Linked DNA regions of Rattus norvegicus: region 2 is linked to region 1. The links are chromatin contacts, called in public Hi-C maps. All regions are on one chromosome and are shown on one strand. The core of a region is the stretch at or near the end of the contact, and the rest is flanking DNA. Distances in the headings are between cores, read along the strand shown.

Evidence for each region. Hi-C and Micro-C count contacts between places; a contact is called where the count stands out from the background.
Region 2: a Hi-C map of liver shows a contact between it and region 1, with 4 times the contacts expected there. The contact joins the enhancer-like site here to the promoter of Ralgps2 in region 1. A contact is called at or near these places in 3 of 12 Hi-C or Micro-C datasets (hepatocytes, kidney and liver).

Annotation. Positions count from the first base shown.
Region 1 is chr13:71,605,397-71,608,381 of GRCr8, forward strand. Ralgps2 (Ral GEF with PH domain and SH3 binding motif 2) reads right to left here and starts at 1,343. Exons shown (of 20, transcript NM_001401396.1): 1 at 1,225-1,343.
Region 2 is chr13:71,673,010-71,675,980 of GRCr8, forward strand. No RefSeq gene overlaps it. Among named protein-coding and RNA genes, the nearest start is that of Ralgps2, 68 kb to the left of the region's middle. Within about 2 kb of position 1,607, at least 5 of the 93 cell types and tissues checked have an H3K27ac peak or open chromatin away from gene starts, as enhancers often do. A contact at or near this core is called in hepatocytes and liver, where this site is marked.

The sequences.
Region 1 (2,985 bases), core at 93-2,592:
TAAACTCAAAATAACTACACTTAAAATCACTCAAGGGAACTTTAATAAGCACATTTAATGTATACATATGGCCAAGACAAGTAATTTTCCACATTTTGAAGCTTCATGACCACACTCGTTCACTAGAGGTTATTATTATTAAAGTAATTCTGTTTGGTTATAAATCCCACTTCTGCAGTAACAGTATTACACTTGTGATGCCTGAACAATCATATGTGGGTGGGACAGGCTGTACAGTTTGCAAGTTAACGAACTGTGGCACTGCGGTACTCCTTCATGCAAGGGAAAAGTTCTACCAAATTCTAATGGTCATCTTCAAAGACACACGACCTCGGGTCCACCGGATGGTAAACATTACATAAACAAGACCAAAGTCAATTCATAAAACAAACGGCGACACCGAAACAAAGCTCTATAGTCACTTAAGCGTTATAAGGGGCGGGGAGGAGGGGGGGGATGCAGAGCACCTACGGGGAAAGGCTCAATTAACTGCTGCCCGTGCTTTCGTCCTCCGATCTTAAACAATAGGCGCTGGATGCTTTCGGTGGAGCGCTTTCTGCAGAGAGATTTTGGGTTGCAAACGCCCCTCCTCCACAGCCACCATCAGGCCCCTTTCTTCCACCTCCCTCAACCCTCCCAGCTCAAACAAATTAACATTCGTACTAAGGTACCTCCTATCAGCTCGCAGCTTCTTCCCAAACACGCCCACGCACCCTGAAACCCGCCTGCGTCTACACCGCACACGGCGGCAGGAAAAGCGCTTCGAGGGGGGCGGGGAGCCGCGGCAGCGCACAGGTCCGGGCTCCCTTCCAGGTCAGCTCCCCATCGCCTCCCAAGCCCGGTGTTTACGAGCCCGCCTAAGCCCACACAGCAAAGGAATTCCAGGAGCTGCGGGCAGATAGCGCGGCGGTGCGGGAGCCCCCCACCCCCGTCCGCGCGCGGCCTCAGCGGCGGCGGCAGCGCCGCTCACCCCGCGCTCCGCGGGCGGTTCGGCCCCGCAACAGGTCACCCGCCTCGGCTCCGTGAGGGGTGCAGGCGCCCGGCCCGAGAGGGGGTGTGGCTGGCGCGGCGGGGCCCGGCCCCGGCTCACCTGAAAGGCTGAGGCGACGCCGGGGCCTCCGCCACCGCGGGACCGCGAGCGACCCGCAGCCCGCCCTCCCGCGCCGAGCACCGCGGCCGCCGCCATTGCCCGCGCCTCCCCGCACGGCCGCCCGCCACGCCGACCTGTGCAGCCGCGGCTGTCGCCTCCACTTCGCCCGCAGCTCCGAGGCAGCGCTCGCCCAGCAGAGCAGTCGGCGTCTCTCATTCAGCGCCCGCCGCCGGCGCTCAGGGGAGGGGAGTGCGCCGGATCCACCCCGGCCGCGCAGGGGGCGCGCGCCGGGCGGGCGGGGCGGAGCGGCGCGCGCACCAACCGAGCGCGCTCGCGCGGCCGGGAACGCCGGGTCGCCGGGGTCTCGGCTCACGCTGCGGGCGCCGGGCTGTGCCCGCCGAGGCCAACTGCCGCCCGTACCGGTGTCCGCGGCGCGTGCCCCAGCCGCAGCCGCAGCGCGGGCCGCAGGGACCGGTCGAGCCACAGCTCGGGACGGACAGGTGGGGCCCAGCGGCTGCTCCGGCACGGGGTCTCCTTGGCGCCTGCAATGCGGGCGCCGCTCACCGCTCAGGCCAGAGGACAAAAGTCTGGATACGCTCGGCCCCCAGATCAAATACCCAGCCCATGCGGGCGGAGTCCTTTGGAGTCGTGGCGGACAAGTGGAGGGGCTGCAAATATAATCATCCCACAGCTGTGGGATCCTAAATGATGGAGGCAGTACTCTCACACATTATCATGCCGGAAGTATTGGGTCGGCGTCTTTAGGTGTTAAGCAGGGTGGCTGCCCCTGGTTTAATGAGCAAATAACAGAATTTTTGTCAACCCCCAGTCCCAGATTGATGAGTTCCAGGTGAACTGTATTTTCACGTCATTGCGGAAACGTGATTCTAAAAGGTGAAAATTTTTTCCTGCGAATGAAAGGGGATGGAAGGGTGTTGTTTCACGGGGTGCACCTAGGTGGCCTACTTAAACTTAGCACCATTTGATGCAGTGTGACTTAGTGGAAGGTTTTCAGTGAGCCACCTTGGTGTATCATTTGGTCATTCTGGAATAGATGCGGTCCTTTTCTAGGCAATGTACAGTAAAGGGTGGATTCTGTAGCAGCACCGAATGTAGATTGTGAAGGGACCAAAAGTGTTCGTTTGATTTCCTTGCTCCCTATAATAACTAATAAAAACAACGGATTGTTCTCTTATGCAGAAGAAAGTTAAGCACTGTTCCCTTTGTCTGCCTTCTGTGGAGAATGTAGATTGGTCATTCATCCTCTTGGTTAAATCACCCGCATGCAAAAGTAGGTGTAAGACAGAAACGAAGCAAGGAAAATCAATAAAGCCCAGTGCTGGTTTTTATTCCATTTTACATTGGAAGTCTCACCAATAGTGATGGAATCATTGATAGATGCACAGAAACCAAAAAGAAGGAAAAAAAAGAAAGAAAGAAAATTTCACCTGAGCATAGGCTAAAGAAAAGGGGTGGGGCTAAGAAACAGACTATTGAGAAAAAGGCTTCAGGACAATTATGAGTTTTCACTTAGATGCTATTTCCTACAAGTCCCGAAGAAACAACAAACTGAAGTGACAATTGGGGGGGGGGAACCTTTGAGTTACTGAGTAAATGTTTGATCTTTCTTTCCCCAAGTTAGTAAGAGATTAAGGAAAAGGTGGATGGCTATATGCCAACAAAAATACATTCAAATATATGTGTATACATTATATATATACAAAATATATTATATATACCATTATCCCATGTTATTAACTGCTTTTAAAATAGAAAAAGTAAGGCACCTCGGGTAATTTCATTTAGTATAAATGTCTTTCAGCTACTTTAAATTTGAATTGGGGCTTCATGAAAACAAAGATCCCATGTCCCCACAGCTGCCAGTTTACTGTAAA
Region 2 (2,971 bases), core at 357-2,856, 68 kb after region 1:
TATTAAATGCTTTACGTTTAATCTGTATCCACTATAAGCAGAGACCAAGTCTGACTGCCTGGGAGGAGAACCATGCTTCCGTAGTTCCAGCTCTCCCAGGTCCCTGGCCAGCCCTTTGTTGGTACCAAGAAAATGACAAATGAACTGGAAGAAGGGTGCCTTTTGGACCAGAGAACATTAAGGCTGGGGCTAAAGAGATTTTTTTTAAAAAAGATTTATTTATTTTATTTATAAGTACACTGTAGCTGTCTTCAGACACACCAGAAGAGGGCATCAGATCTCATTACAGATGGTTGTGCCCCGCCATGTGGTTGCTGGGAATTGAACTCAGGACCTCTGGAAGAGCAGTCAGTGCTCTTAACCACTGAGCCATCTCTCCCGTGGTCATCATCAGTGACGATGGTGCTATTCAAACCTGAGTGTGTTTCAAGGACACCAGAGTATTCTTAAAGTTTCTGGTTCTCATCTGGGATGGAACTTAAGCATTTACATTTCTTACTACCTCCCAGCTGGTGCTGCTTCAGGAGGATAATAATCTGAAGACATTTTAATTAGCACAAGCTCCCATCTTACAGAAGAAGAAATGCGCCCACTGTTTAAATGAGTATCTCGTCCTGAGTCTTTTGGTTATCAGAGCTAGGACAAGAATCTCATCCTCTCTCTCCTTCCGCTCTAAACACTTCACTAAGTGCTCTAAAAGCAAGAATATCCTCTGTCATGATCACACTAAAATTACATTATGAAGAAACTAACATTAAAACAATATGGACTTGGTTCAAATTTCAGCAACTTTTCCTTAGTGGGATCAGCCCGATTGAGTCGCACCTTACCGGTTTCCTTTACTCTGAAACAGCCCTGACTCTGTTCTCTGTCTTTCAGGACCTTGATAGGTTTAAGGGGTACACGTCAGTTACCCTAAAGAACCACCTGAAATTTAGGTTTATCTGATGCTTCCTTGTGATAAAACTCAAGTTCTGAATTTGGGGCACACACACATATCACAACAGTGGGCACCTGAGGTCGCCTTGTCCCATTTCCAGCAACAGGAATGTTGAGCTCATGGTGAAAATGGTATCTGCTGGGTTTTTCCACAATAAAGTTATCAATTTTGCAATTAATGACATGTAAAGAGAGTTTGAGACTATGCAGGCCCATTCTTCCACACATTTCTTGTTCCAGTCTCATTAGCCACTGGTGCTTTCTCTGAATGTGGTTGTTATCAGGAGGTGACTTTAATGGTATTCTTTTCTTCTCATTTGTTTACAGGAATTTTACATTAAATTTTACATAGAATTTCTCTTCTGATTTGTCTTCTTCATTGATTCATATCAGGGAAGATTTGTAGATTCTTTGACTCCAGAATTCATGTCTCGGTCTCTAAGTTAAATCTCTTCCTACCATGTGGCACTGTGATTTACAAAACTATTAATTCAGAATAGTTATTACCTTATCACATTCATTCAGAGGCAAGACTGATGTACAGTCACATGAAGCTTAACAGAAGAGACTTACTGTGAGGAACGAGTTGTTAGTTTCACAATTGTATCTGAACATCACTGAGCACAGCTTACACAAACCTTGAAAGTAGAGGTCACTCACCCACTATTACCCCTTGATGCAATCAAGAGATGCTGTAATCAGAGATGTATTTGGCTACTGTTGGCACAGTATTATGCTTCACCGTAATTATTTCTCTCCACAATAAACAGTACTCTTTAAAATGATGACTAAAAGCATACAGGCTGGAGAGATGACTGAGTTGCTATGAATGCTTGCTGAGTAATCAGGAGGACCAGAGTTCAGATTCCAGCAACTGCATAAGAACATTCCAGCAACTCCAGCTTTGAGAGATCTGAAACCCTCTTCTGGGATACACATGTGCAGAGAGGCATGCACAACACCCACACCTACACACATGGCTGTATATATTCACACACACATACACACACTCACACACACTTTCACACACACTTTCACACACACTCACACTCATACACTCACACTTACACACTCACACACAGTCATACACACACTCACACATACACACATATATAAACACACACTCTCACACATATGCTCACATATACATACACACTCACACACAGGTACACACATACACACATATATACATATATATACACACAAGCAGACACAGACTCACACTCACTTACACACACACACACACACATACACACACACACACACACGCAGACTCATGTAAATAGAGGATCGAGAGATGGCTAAGCAGTGAAGAGCACTTGCCGCCCTGCTCTTGTGAATGATCCAAGCATCTGTGTTGGGAGGTTCACAACCTCCTACAATTCCAGCTCCAGGGGATCTAGCACCCTCTTCCGGACTCCGCAAGCATCTGCCCTGGTGTGGATGAGCCACACTCTCACACACACATACTTTTAAAGTAATAAAAATAAATATTTTTTAAAGTATAGTATAGTCACTACACAAACCAATAAACGACTGCTTATCATGCTCATCAAGTGTTCTGCACCATGCATAATTGCATGTACTATGCTTTTATATGACTGATGGGCAGCACGAGTAGGTTTGTTTAGGCTAGCATCACCATAAACCATGTGAGCGATGCGTTCTGCTGCCGCCTGAGCGTGACTCCAGTGCTCTCAGACATTAGGAGTCTTCTGCTTCCTTAGAACCTTCTAAGGTCAGCATCCTGTGCCACGACTGATCGGGGCACTGCTGTGCTGCCCCGTGGCTACACTTCAAAACGACACACCGAATATGAAAAGTGTATGGCTAAAAATTAATTTTATGAGGACTAAAATACTGCAGCCCAGTCTACATAACAGTAACATCGGGCATGTTGTAAGTGAGAACCACACACAGACTTTGCATTTTTGGATAGTAATGTTAAAAAGCAGAGAGTAAACACTACCAAACCTAGTTGGAATATTTAAGAACATTTGCCAGAAACTTAATGGTTATCCTCTTTCTTAGC